Linked DNA regions of Gossypium hirsutum: region 1 is linked to region 2. A link is a contact called in public Hi-C data. All regions are on one chromosome and are shown on one strand. Each heading gives the region's core, a stretch centred on a gene start, on an enhancer-like site or on the middle of the called end of the contact. The rest is flanking DNA. Distances are from core to core; before and after follow the strand shown. Region 1 holds the start of LOC107915691 (cAMP-regulated phosphoprotein 21). Region 2 holds the start of LOC121203067 (bifunctional protein FolD 4, chloroplastic-like).

Region 1 (6,889 bases), core at 3,216-5,715, 140 kb before region 2:
AGTGGACGAAACAATGTTCACTGCATATGCTGCAAGTGATGATGAAAAACTGAATGTCGCTTGAACCCCTTAAAATGAAGGGTTAACTAACAAATAGCGACTAAAAATATGCATCAGAACGAACCAAAGGGGTGTATTTACTGACATTGGTAATGAGAGTTGTGAAGTTGCTATACCTGCGAAAAAGGCTGGTGAACATGCTCATGAGGGTGGATAAAAGGCATTCCAGGACGCTGAAGAGGATACTGAGAAGAATGCAGATATATGGCAGATGTGGAGCGTGCTCCAACATGATTTGGATTAAAAGGAGGCATCATTGTTTCAGGATGACCATAACTGATTCCTGTAGCAGTTGGTGGAGCCACCCAGGGCCCAGGTATATGTTGTGGGAGAGGCCGAGGTTGGTGTTCAGTAGCTATTTGAGGCCGATGAGTGGATCCAAGTTGTGGAAATTCGGTGTTGTAGTTAATTGCAGGGGTGTACATAGGTTGCATTGTGTATGGACCACTATTGAACCCAAACCCAGGATCAAATCTTTGCATGTACCTGAAGAAAAACAATCACTACATAAAATTGTCTCATGAAGGAAAAAAGGGCTTTGCAATACCTAAGTAGCATATACAACAAGAAGTAGAAAGGAAATACAAATGAAATAGGTCAATCCAGCATTGATCTTAGCAGCATGTGAATTTAAATGTATATTTGATATCATTAAGATTTTTATCCAAATCTCACTTTTTCTCCCTCAATTTGAGATGGAACAAAATATTCCCACCATGCAAGACAACAGAAAACAAAAACCGCAGATCTTTTTATTGTTAGAAACCTTATTAAGGGTCCTAAATTATCAGTAGCTCTATCAAACTTGCTATTCATAAATAAAATCGTATCAGAAAAATATAAGGATGCTAATGTTTTGAAATGGAACATATAAAGAGAATTTATAAAAGGATAGAGGGAAAAAAGAAGATATTTAAAGAATAAAGATTGGCAATAATAAGATTAGATCAGACAGAACAAAAGATATAAATGGGGACTCATCAATCAAGACTCATTCACTCATAATTCAAAAGTAAAGAAAAATTGTTCTAAAGCCTTGTTCTATGAGAGCAAAACTCCCTCTCAAGTTACAATATAACTTTCAATATTAACTTCAATAAATCTTGCTAAGTTTGAAACCCCTGCAATAAATCAGAAAACATAATACCCTGCAGGAAACAAAATACTTAAACAGAGGGATATACCTATCATAGTTCCTGTCATAATCAGGGTCCTTGCGGTCAGTCTCGCGATCCCGAAAGATGGCCACCCTATTATGTGGTTTGCTCCTACCAATTGGCTCCTTCTCTGTCCTACTTCTAGCCGACCTACTACTACTTGAAGAGTATTCAATCAAACCACTACCAGAATTTACATCAGCAACCACTGAAACAGATTTCTCTTCCATATTTGGCATCCCTGAGGAACCATAGTAGTTAACATCCTGAAACCTTGGTTCACTTGGTGGTTTTCCACCAGAACCACTGCTAGAACTACTAGAGTTAAATATTCTTGCTCGAGCTCGGTTATACTCCTCTTTTCTCTCTTCCACACTTTTGGAGCTGTTTGACTTCATAGAATTTGAATTTGAATTGCTTACAAGCTGAGACCTTTTCTGTGGCCTCTGTTTAATTGCCACCTTAACAACACCAGGGTCTTCTGATGGTAAATTTACAGGGATGTCAGCCAGTCGTATACGAGGAAGCCTACATTCAGAAGTCTTGCAGACAATGATTCTAGAACCAGAACCATCGGGTAAATTATTGTCTAATAAAACCATCGACTGCAATGAATAATGCTGTGCGATACGATGCGCAGCCAACCTTAAATATGATGTAGGCAGCTGCTGGAACTCAAATTGCTGCTGATTAGGATCACGGATAAATTTTTCAACATCTTGTTCCATCCTCAGGACTGAACAAAAGAAATTAAGAATTCTCAGTTCACAAGTAGAGAAAAGCACTCTTGCTCAAATATTGAAACAGACAGCACACTCATTCTTCAAAGATACTATAGCAGTCAAAAGATTAAGTGCCAGAATATGATGCTTTAAAATAAAAAGAATGAAAGCCACAGCTGTAAAGAAAGACTATATTTTCCTCTTAAAAGAATGAATCAAAAAATGATAATAATCAAGTTCACAAGTGAATATTAAAATCAAAAGGGCATACTTTTTAATGCTAGAAAAAGCACATAAAAGAAACCAAAAAGCTTCCTTTGCAGAAGGCATGTAGCAGATTCGATGAAGAACTTAAAGCTTATCAAGGAATGAATAGCTAAAGTATCAATGTGATATTAACTACCTAGTAAAGGAGTCATTCTTACTTAAAAGCCACTATACTGGTTATCATCCCCAATCAATCATATTCAAACTTTAGACTCTTTTCTTTCCCCCAAAAAAAAAGACTTCAGACACTTTCTCGCATCATGCAGCCCTAACATATCTCTCTTGTTAGCCAACCTAAAAGTCCCTATATGGAAGTTAAAAAGATAAAACTTGCAGAAGGCTTCAGCAAGAGAAGCTTTTAAAGGATGATTTTCTAGAATCCTTGCTCATGAAAATGTACTTTTGAAACAAATAGTACCAGGCAGCTCAAAAGAAATCATTGAAGGCTGCAGTAATAAGACAATTTTTAGCAGATTTTAGTTATTAATTTTACAATTTTTACCCTTTCTGGCAATTCAGATTTACCGAATCCCAAGAGAAGTATTTAATGGAGTTAGATTTATCAACAAGAATCTAGTCTTTCAAAAAAAAATGGCTTTTCCTTCCAGAGAAGGTATATGATCAAACTGGCCTTACCAACTGAAGCAAAAGCTGTGTATTTTTGAACAAAAGTGGGAAACGAACTAAAATAATTTCCCCTCAACTATACAGAAGGAATATTTAGCAAATAATCTATAAAGCTGTGTATTTTTGAACAAAAGTGGGAAACGAACTAAAATAATTTCCCCTCAACTATACAGAAGGAATATTTAGCAAATAATCTATAACGCCTTGATTTCAAGATGATGTTCATCACTTCCAACTCTCAGTTTTAATTAATTAAAACAAATTCCAGATAAAAAAAGAAACAACTGCATAACAAAGCCCAGAAGTCATGGAACTCTCGTAGACTTATGACTCTTATTCCAGCAATGCGTTAGAGACCTTCCATATTCATCTTTTTTCGCATCAGAATAGTGAACTAGCCTTGCATCCTAATTTTCTTTTTTGATGATCCAATTTCAAATATGATCCACTTTCAACTTGTGCTATCAACGCATTCTTTATTACCCCTCCAAATGCATTCTTAAATAGCCAAATTTTGAAAGGCAGACAATTTATTTGTGCTACTATAAAATGCTAAGAATCTTCTAAGAGACCCTTCATCATATCTTTGTTACCTGACTAAGTTCACGAGCTTCATTCTAGTCATTGGAACATAATGAGTTATGCAAGGGTCACCAGCCATGTTAGCATATCAAATTCACTATTACAATTTAACAACCTTAGCATATCAAATGTACAAATTCAAAGTTAAGTACTCATTTGTAATCGAACATTACAAATAAAGCCTGATTAGAATGTTGCAATTTAGGATATTAATTATTAAATACCGCATATGCACCAACGACATGATTAGTTCCAAGAAGAATTCAATACCCAATTTTGTTTTTCAATCAAAGGTGTTCAGAAGCTACTAGGATAAGGTCCAGTGAAGAAACACACTGGTTAGACATAGGGAGAGAAAACAACAAAAGATAAAAAAAAAAGGGTTAACAAACAGCTTGAATGTCCAATAATCCTATTATCTACCATTCTTGTTCCAAACAGAAATCCCTAAATCCAAGAACCCTAATGAATTTTCTGCAAACAGAAGAGAGAGAGAGAGAGAGAGAGAGAGAGAGAGAGAGAGACTTACTGGAAAGGCGCTCACGGGGGTTTTGAATTGCCTCGCGGAGAAACTGATCAACCTCGTTAATGGCATCCTCCGAAACCACCTTCTCGTCCGGAGAACCAGAAGCAGAAGCTGAAGAAGTAGCATCGGGAAATTCCGGCTTGGATTCTTTGTTAGAAGAGAGCATCAAGCGGCTCATTGTAGCGTCCAAATCGGCCACCTCCCACGAGTCCGGCGCCCCGAGATCCTCCACCACAGAGCCTTCCATGGTGGGAAAAAAAAAAAGAATAGCGGAAGTTGCTTTTCGCGGGGGCTATACCAATCGAAAGAAGGGGGGGAAATAGGAGCTAGGGTTTGAGGAGAGGAGAATCTAAAAGGGAGAGAGGGAAGCAAAAAAGGAGAGTAAATTTCATGAGAAATTAATGATTCGATAGGGTTAGGGTTTGGAGATTTTGGGATTGGGAAAAAGTCGGAGAGAAGGACGGAACCGATGCCATATATCCCAATTATTACTTCTATATTTATATAATAAATAATTATTTATTATTCCTTTATTATTATGGTGGACAATAATAATAAAAAGAGGAAGAGGGGATAGGGGATAGGGTTTGGAATTTTATTACTGTGACTTTGATTTGATAGGTTACGCGTGAAACATTGTGTCCCACCGCACAGACCAATATCTCCTTTAAGTTTTAATTGGAAATATATTTCTAAGATTAGTCCCTGTACTTGTATAAATTTTGATATTTGGTCCCTGTACATTAAAAGTTAAAAATTCAATCATTTTACTTTTTCAATTTAAAAATACTTGTCCAATCATTTATGTCGTCAGTAGTTTCTGTCAAATTTTATCAATTTAACATGTTTATTTTCGATTAATCATATGTCATGTTAACAAATTTTGGCAATTCCCAATTTTATTGACTAGACTAATATTTTTAAATCAAAAAAGTAAAATACTTAATTTTTAAATTTTTAGTTATCTGGACTAAATCTCAATTTTGATCAAAGTATAGGAATCAATAACATATTTTATGTCACACCTGGTTTCTCTTGAAACTCAATGATTTGGAACAATTAGAGGTTAAATTGAAAGAAACCATAAGTTGGTGGCTTCTATCGGAAAATCAGGAAAAAATAGCAACTAAAATTGGATAAGTTTGATGTCCAAATTTTGTTTGATTGGATTAGAACAAGTAGTTTTCTTAGTGGAAAACAAAATGATTATGGATGATTGGTTACAATGGAAGATCGCGTTTAAAAGGCTATTAATAGATGAGAAATGACTTCCCACAGAGGATTCAACTCCATTCTATTTCATTTTCCTCTCTTCGTTATCTTCTTCATGTTGGGAAATTAGGTTTCTAAATACAACAAAAAATAAGTTTAGGGAAAAACTATAATTTTAATTTTTTTTCCAAAATTAGAACTTGATTATGATATCTAAAATAATTAATACCTAAGATGAACGCTTCAATCAAGTAGTATTCTCTGCTTTCCTCAAGCTCAAGTTTGTCGAGTTTGGACTCACTTCGAAACATAAAATTTTCACAAAATTACTAATGTGGTAATTTTATAATTTCTCTAAACTTTGGGATCAAGTTGTAAATAAGAAAAATATCTCTAAAAATTTTCTAAAATAATTTTCCTTAGAGAATTTTCTCTCTACAACTTTCTCTTGAATTTAATTGTGTGAAAAATAATGACCTAGTGCTCTGTTTTATATAAGAGGTGTTTATATAATAAGAGAGTTTAGATAGTCCAACTATGATTAAACTTAATTATTTTAATATTAAATCTTATTAAATTAATAGAATATTTATCTACAAGATAAATATTAAATTTAATTTAATATTAATATAATCACTTTAATATTAAATTAATAAAATATTTTTAAGATAAGTATTAAATTAAATATTAAATATTAAATATATGAAAATAATAATAATTTTGAAATAATTAATCCGAAATCAAATTCTCTGGTAGAGTTTCAGTAAGTCTTCCACTACTTAACCATCAAAGAACCGTCGCGGCCGACCATCCGCCGGCCACCGGATTGTCGTTGTCGCAACCGTAGGCACTGTCGTGTTTGGTGGTGCCATCACAGGTGTGACACCCTCACAGCACCTCAAAAGATAAAGATTCACTAATTACTATCTTTGTATTAAGTAAATATTTTCATTTCAGCAACATATCAAGAATGCAATATGATGCATGCGTCTTGTATTAAAACCTTGGAAAATATTTTTCCACTGCTATGATCATTCTCACACCCATCAATCATGTCGCCTTGGAGTCCTATAATTAACTAGCAAGAACATGAATTACATCCAATCGGTTTATGAATCTTAATTCTCAAGACTTCAAACAAACCAACGACCGTTTAACGTTTAGCCATCATCTCTAGCTTAAATATCATTTCTTGGGAAACTATTTAACTGAAGATTGATGACAAACAATGATAAATAATTTTTTTCACTTAGTATTCTTAATTTTATGTGTTTTGTGTTTAAATCTTATTTTACTCCTAATTTAATCTATATTTCTCATTTTAATATCGTACATATTTAATGTGCTATTATTATTATTTATTATATGTTATTTTTAAACACACCTTTGTATTCTAAATACGTGATGCATACGCGTACGCTATAGAATTTCTAATATATCTTTATAGTTTTTAGAATAATTAAAACAAAATATTATCATTTATTAAAGAATCAAACTATAATTTTACCATATATATATAAACATAATTTTCTACCTTTGCCCTCTAAATTTTCAATTGATATAACGTAGGTTTTGATTAAATATATAGATGTCCATTAAGATCAGACATCTTATGGCTAGGGGTGTTCATTCGGTTAATCAACCCGAAATAACATTAACCGAATTAACTGACCTTTCAAAATTTTTAACCGTTAATCGAACCGAAATTTTTTCAGAAAAAATTAACCGAACCGAAA
Region 2 (7,421 bases), core at 2,821-5,320:
CTGAATACTTTAAATTATTCCATTTCAATTCGGTGCTGTCAATTTGACAAGCGGCACCAATAAAACCATACCATTTTAGTAAATAATCTTATGCACATATATTTTAGTTATTAATTTTATTTTTATATTATTTAAGTGAAAAAGCCTATTATTTACGACCCTAAATTACAGAAATGGGGTCTTAATACCTCGTTTTCAATAACTATTTGACTTTTGAATCGAATTACTTATACTAACTTTTAATTCAATTAGTTCAATTCATCAAACCAAAATTTAATATAAAAATTATTATTGACTCATATATTTTAAATGCCAATTATACGAACTTGTTCATCAAATTTGTGGTCTCGAAACCACTGTTTCCAACACCACTAAAAAATAGGTCCTAAATTCGTTTATGGATTTACTCACTTATGACATTCATAGTGTGACATACCTAAATCCTGAGCGGAAGACGGACTATGTATGCACGACTTGTACACTTTAATGTAAGTAAAAGCCCGAGTTCAAATAGATAAGGAAACGAAAACCGGTGTGTTGGGTGTATGAATTCTGTAGTATTCACGACAGTGGAATTCATAGCCCAAAACATGGGTAAATGATGTCCTCTCATTGGCATTACATGGTTGATGAAAAGTAAATGTGTCTACGGGTCATCCGTCTTTGTGATGGATGACTTGACTACAATTTGATAGTGATTGACTTTTCATGAAGGAAGATGTAATGATTACCATGGGATAAAATAAGATCATATTGGGAGAACGGATATTCAGGAATGATTATGGTTTTCTCCGAAATGGATAAATGGAATCATTTGGAAATGAAGGTAGGTTTCAAGAAATGGAAATGAAAATGAAAATGAAAATGGAAATTTGCAATCATATTAAAATGGAAAAGAAAATGAATTGAGTACGTGACTTTTAAAATTAGCTAATTTTGTTATTAAATAAAATATGCATTTGATTAGATAATATATACTTTTCGAATAAAAGGTCCATTAACAATTCACTAATAAAAAAATATAATTAATCAACAAACATTAAGTGTAATGACAAAATTCGTTACACAAAGAGAGAATGTAAATTTGATATTTAGAAGTAACATTGTTAGAAAAAGGAGTCGGAAACTTCAAACATAAACTATAAAACGAGTATTTAATATCTTATAATAAAATATACTTAAGCACAATATCATGTAGTTGAATTGAGTATATTTTTAAGCCCTCAAATCTACGAAACCCTGTAAGCTTAAAAGAGTCTACTAGCTTATTACTCCTTTGGGCTACATACTTAAAAACATTTGAATCAAAAGATACAAATTAAAATAAAATTAAATCATTAAATTTTGAAATAATTACAAAATAGTCACTATTTCGTATTTCATTAACAATGATTGGGCCTCCACCCATGTGCATTAAAGACTGATTAAAATGAAGCAAACGAATTTTGGCAGCATGGTGGTGCGTTCCACCACCACCTTGCGCACAAAACAATGGAAATTAGCTAAGCAAAAAAAATTGAAATTGAATTTCAATTAAAGGCAAAATACAAGGACTCGGGACTCCAAATGCGTTTTAAGTCATGATAATTAAATTTTAATTTTTACGATAATAAAAATATAATTTCATCATTTGAATAGTTTATATCTTTATAATTTTAAAAAAAATTAAATCAAATTTTATCATTTTTAGGGGCCAAACTACAATTTTATATTTATTAAATTTAAATTTTAAAAACTTTAAAAGACTTAAATAAAAATTTTAAATAGACTTAAATAGAAAATTTTCCATTATCATTGCATACTTATATGAATCATATTTATTGGATAAAAAAGAATTGATCTTGACCGTACTTTTATATTAATCATATTTATTGGATCAAAATTGTCTTTCCTATAAATAAGGCATCACCCCCCTAATTTGAATTAATAACACTTTTAATATTTTCTTACATTTGCATTATGTTTTCTTATCGTGCTTGCTAGAACTTAAAAGTATATGTGAGTGTAAACTTTATTTTCTCTAATTTTATTAGTGTAAACTCGAGTAAAATTGTCCAAACCAATTGAATCGATGCAATTTTATTTGTATAAATTTTCAATATAAGCTTGGATGGTAATTTCTAGCCGGTTTCGATTTTAAATTTAAAAATTTTTAAAATCGAATTAACTAACTTAACATACTTATTATATATAATATATGTTAAACTCAAACTCAATATCCTATAACTCATTTTACACCAAAACTCAAATTAAATCCCAAGCCCAAATGCCCCAACCGGCTAGAACCAAAACCCAAAATCAGAAGAAATTTTTTATAGAAATGAAAGAGTAATTACAAAAATAAAATAAAATAAAATTCCTAAATGCCAAGTTATTTAGTAAAAAAAATGTTTTTGAGTAAAAAACTTTTTTAGGAGGACCGAAATTAAATTTTAATTTTCGCGATAGTAAAAATGTAGTTCCACCATTTGAATAGCCTATATCTTTATAAATTTTCAAAGGATTAAATCAAAATTTATCATTTTTAGGGGGTTAAAGTACAATTTTATATTTATTAATTTTAAATTTTAAAAACTTTAAAGGGCTTGAATGAAAATTTTAAATTGACCTAAATAAAAAATTTTCCATTTTTATTATACACTTATATTAATCATATTTATTGAATCTTGACTATCAAAACCGTCTTTTCTTGTTTTGAATTAATAACACTTTCAATATTTTCTTATATTTGCATTGTGTTTTTTTATTGTGCCTGTTAGGATTTAAAAGCATACGTGAGTGTAAATTTTATTTTCTCTAATTTTATTAGTATAAACTCAAATAAAATTGTTTAAACCGATCAAATCGACTGAATTTTATTTGTATAAATTTTCAATGTAAGCTTGGATGGTAATTTCTAGTTAGTTTCGATTTTGAATTTCAAAATTTTTGAAATAAAATTAACTGACTTAACATATTTATTAAATATAATATATGTTAAACTCAAACTCAATATCCTATAACTAATTTTACACCCAAACTCAAATTAAATCCCAAGCCCAAATGCCTCAACCAGTTAAAACCAAAGCCAAAAAATCAGAACAATTTTTTTTTATAGAATTGAAAGAGTAATTAAAAAAAAACAAAATATAATATAATTCCTAAATACCAAGTTATTTAATAAAAGATAAACTTAAAAAGCTAAAACCTCAAATGAAAAAAAAAACTTTCACTTCTAAAGTCACCTTGTTTCTTAGCTAAGGAAAAGAAATTGAAATTGAAATTGAAATTGAAATTGATTTTCAATTAAAGGCAAAAGATAAGGACTCGAGACTCCAAATGCTTTTAAGTCATTAATTAAGCACAGTATTATTTTTTTAGGTATAACAATTTCAGAACAAGATGCTTCTGAACCTGGGTGAAGGTAGAAATTCTTTTTAGGAGGGTTGAAATTAAAATTTAATTTTTAAGATAGTAAAAATATAATTTCACCATTTAAGTAGTCTACATCTTTATAATTTTTAAAAGTTTAAATCGAATTTTTATTATTTTTAGAAAAACTAAAGTGCAATATTAAATTTACTAATTTAAAATTTTAAAAACTTTAAAGGGCTTAAATAAAAAAAATTTCATTTTAAGAGCCTAAATAGAAAATTTTTATTTTAACTATACACTTATATTAATCATATTTATTGGATCAAAAGAGTCTTTTCTAATAAGGAATCATCCTCCCTCATTTGTAAGCTAGAATTTGAGTTAACAACACTTTTAATATGTTCTTAATCTTATATTTGTATTGTGTTTTCTTACCATGCTTGCTAGTACTTAAAAGTATAAGTTAGTAGGAATTTCGTTTTTTTTCTAATTTTATTAGTGTAAGCTCGAATAAAATTATCCAAACTGATCGAACTGATGCGATTTAATTTGTATAGATTTTCAATGTAAGTTTGGATGGTGATTTCGGGTCAATTTTAATTTTGACTTTTAAAATATTTAAAATCAAATTAACTACCTTAACATACTTGTTAAATATAATATATATATTAAACTAAAACTCAAAATCCTATAACCCATTTTATACCCAAAACCAAAAGCCCCAACTGGTTAGGCCTAAACCCAAAATAAAAACAAATTGATACTAATGAAAAAGTTCACATTTTTTAAACCAAATAAATAAAACAAAAATAAACGAGCAGTGCAGAGTAGCGCCGCCAAAGCCACTTGCAAAGTGAAAACCTGAGAATCAGCTCCCTTTTCCGTCTTTATCTCTGCATTTCAAGTGCGGCCCTAAAAATACCAACGCAACGTTTAGTTTACTCCACCGTCGTTTCTGGACTCATAACACTATGGCGTCCATGATATTATCTGATCCTTCTTCCGCTGCCTCCGTCCATCGCCTCTCCTTTACCCGTTTCAGCAATAGTCTCGTTTTCCTTCGCCGGTTTGTGGGTCCACTTCATGTTTTCTCACATACCGCTGCCCTTCCTCGAGCCCTCTCTCTCCACGCTCCACGTTCTTCTCGTTTCATTACAGGTATGGGAAATTTTCGGAAGTTTTCAGTTTGTTATATTATATATTGTTATAATTTTTCTTTTATGTTATTTTCTGTCATTGTCGCATTTCGTCAAACGCTCAGACTGCATTACGAGGGCTTAAATATTTTATCACAGTAATTTTCATATGGAAATGGGAATATGGGATCATTAAGGCTGGTTTTGGTTTGTTGTTATACAGCTTCAATGGCTGCTGAGCCATCCGCTAAGGTGATCGATGGGAAATCAGTGGCAAAGCAAATAAGAGAAGAAATAAGTGCTGAAGTAACAAAGCTGAAGGAAGCAATTGGAGTTGTTCCTGGATTAGCCGTTATTCTAGTTGGGGATAGGAAGGACTCTGCTACTTATGTGCGGAACAAGAAAAAGCTTGTGAATCTGTAGGGATTAAGTCCTTTGAAGTAAATTTACCTAATGAGGCTTCTGAGCAAGAAGTTCTCAAGTATATCTCTGACTTCAATGGTGATCCTTCGGTTCATGGCATCCTTGTTCAATTGCCTCTACCTTCTGTATGATTCTAATCTAATTTTGAAAACCTGCATGTTTATCCTCTTTATGTCAATCATACTATATGTAGTATATGGGGTTTGCATGCTTGAAAGCAATCATGGCTCTTAATTCTGCTTCATGGATTTCCACCAGCATATGAATGAGCAGAACATTTTAAATGCTGTTATGATTGAGAAAGATGTGGATGGCTTCCACCCATTGAACATTGGTCGTCTTGCCATGCGAGGTAGAGAACCCATGTTCGTTCCATGTACCCCTAAAGGATGCATAGAACTATTGCATAGATATGGTGTTGATATTAAAGGAAAGAGGGCTGTTGTCATTGGCCGGAGTAATATCGTTGGAATGCCTGCAGCTCTGTTACTGCAAGTAATGACTCTTCTCCTACTCATTTGTATTATCTCTGGACACATAATTTCTTATTTCTTTTTACCCCCTAACAGTGTCTTGATATTGGTAGAGGGAAGATGCTACTGTAACTATTGTCCATTCTAGAACCAAGAATCCTGAGGAAATTACAAGACAGGCAGATATCATAATATCTGCTGTGGGACAGCCAAATATGGTGAGAGGTAGCTGGATAAAGCCAGGTGCTGTTATTATTGATGTTGGAATAAATCCAGTTGAGGTTGGTGGACTTTTTCATTCTTGTCTTTCTTATTTGTGCCCTCTTCTGACTTGGTTAGTGACACTTTAGAGTCGCTCACTTTTTTTCTGGAATCCCTTCTCCCCTCGGTTAACTGACAAGTAATATGTTGTTCCATGTGAAAGGATGCAAGTAGTCCTCGAGGATATCGGTTAGTTGGAGATGTTTGTTATGACGAGGCCTGCAAGATTGCTGCAGCCGTTACTCCAGTTCCAGGGGGTGTAGGTCCTATGACAATAGCAATGCTTCTCTCTAACACAGTCAGTTCAGCAAAGAGGGCATATAACTTCAATTGAGAATTTTATCCATTTGGCTCAAGTTGCACTTGTGGCAACTTGTCTATGTTGCTGGTTAGACTCTCCCTTTGACTGCATTTGAGTGCTCAATTCACCAAACAAACTTGCTCGGCTAATCCATTACAAATAATACGGTTTATACAAATGTTATCATAGTGACAGTTCTGTTTTGCCATAACGAAATACATTGAATGAGTGTAGATTCAAGGTTCTGAGACTGCCATAATGTTCATATGAAGCTTTTTCTCAAGTAGCAATGTTATAGACTTAGCTTTTCTGTGCTAAGCTTCCAACTAAACATTGCTCCTTTGGATAAATACCGTGTCATTTGTAACAAAGCTTAATTTTGGCAACAATCAAAAAGTCTAGTCTTGTTAGTTGTGAAACCACTAGTATGCATTTATTTGTTTTTATAAGAGGATTTGATCCTAATTTGGTTTAATCCTGTTTTTGTATATGCAATGATCGCCAAAAGCCGACTTGTTTCTCTTAGATTATAGTCAAAGAATCGTGATACAATAGTGCTTTCAATTGCAAGTTTTGAATTGACAAGTTTTCACCATTTTGACAAATTACTCGGATAAAACGCTACAACTTAGCATTGTTCCAGTATCTTCAGAGCTTGAAACTGCAACAAGAACAATAATATTGTTGACAAATATTTTGGCCAATTAGATCATTGCATGTCTGGTTACAAGCTATGTGGATTACATTATTATTGTACAAATATCATAACTCTTATTCTTCCAAATGCTTTTATTAGAGTTTTCTGTAACTTTACACGCCAACCACACAACACTCAAAACACATCTTCACAAGCTTAACTTACTTGAATCAAGCAAGCTTTGATTAAAATTCTGACTCTTCTTTCCTAGCAAAGAAGAGACCAGAAGGGCCATTATTAGGCAACAATGCTAATCTCACAGGACTCTCTGCACCTTCTTCAACACTTAAGATCCCACTATTGAAGTTCATGTCTGTTTTCACAAAGCCAGGGCAGACACAGTTGATGATGAAATTGGGATATTTCTTAGCCAGGATCCTTGTGTAGGCATTCATGGCTGCTTTAGACAGTATGTAGGCTGACATAAAAGCAGGCCAACCCTTCTCTTGCAATGAACCCTCCTTGAAATCTTTCATATACTGGCTCAATATCTCATCCACCTTGTCTTCTGTAAGATTCCCAACATCACTCAGGACTGCTTTTGCCCATTCGTTCGATACATTCTGAGACACAAGAAGAAAATTTAGGCTGAAACCGATGATACCAGCAATTGATTATTTTCATCTTCTTACTTTTAACTTCCCCATAGAAGAAGAAACATTTACAATTCTCGGTGAACTGGATAGCTGGAGAAGCTGAATAAGTGATTCGCACATTCTTTTGGCGCCGTAGTAGTTTGTTTGAAGGCATTGCTCGGATAACTCTGGTGATTGAGT

What was found. A called contact is a pair of places that touch in the nucleus more often than the background predicts.
Region 1: a contact with region 2 is called in a Hi-C map of leaf, with 2.6 times the contacts expected there. The contact joins the promoter of LOC107915691 here to the promoter of LOC121203067 in region 2. A contact is called at or near these places in 3 of 34 Hi-C or Micro-C datasets (all in leaf).

The regions. Positions count from the first base shown.
Region 1 is chrD10:59,089,833-59,096,721 of Gossypium_hirsutum_v2.1, reverse strand. It overlaps LOC107915691 (cAMP-regulated phosphoprotein 21), which reads right to left and starts at 4,465. Exons shown (of 6, transcript XM_041103452.1): 1 at 3,945-4,465; 2 at 1,245-1,953; 3 at 177-546. The coding sequence starts at 4,188.
Region 2 is chrD10:58,951,454-58,958,874 of Gossypium_hirsutum_v2.1, reverse strand. It overlaps LOC121203067 (bifunctional protein FolD 4, chloroplastic-like), which reads left to right and starts at 4,070. Exons shown (of 6, transcript XM_016844830.2): 1 at 4,070-4,512; 2 at 4,714-4,890; 3 at 4,893-5,038; 4 at 5,172-5,408; 5 at 5,500-5,667; 6 at 5,811-6,419. The coding sequence starts at 4,326. The coding sequence ends at 5,981. LOC107915703 ((+)-neomenthol dehydrogenase) reads right to left here. Exons shown (of 6, transcript XM_016844833.2): 5 at 7,278-7,421; 6 at 6,714-7,208. The coding sequence ends at 6,831.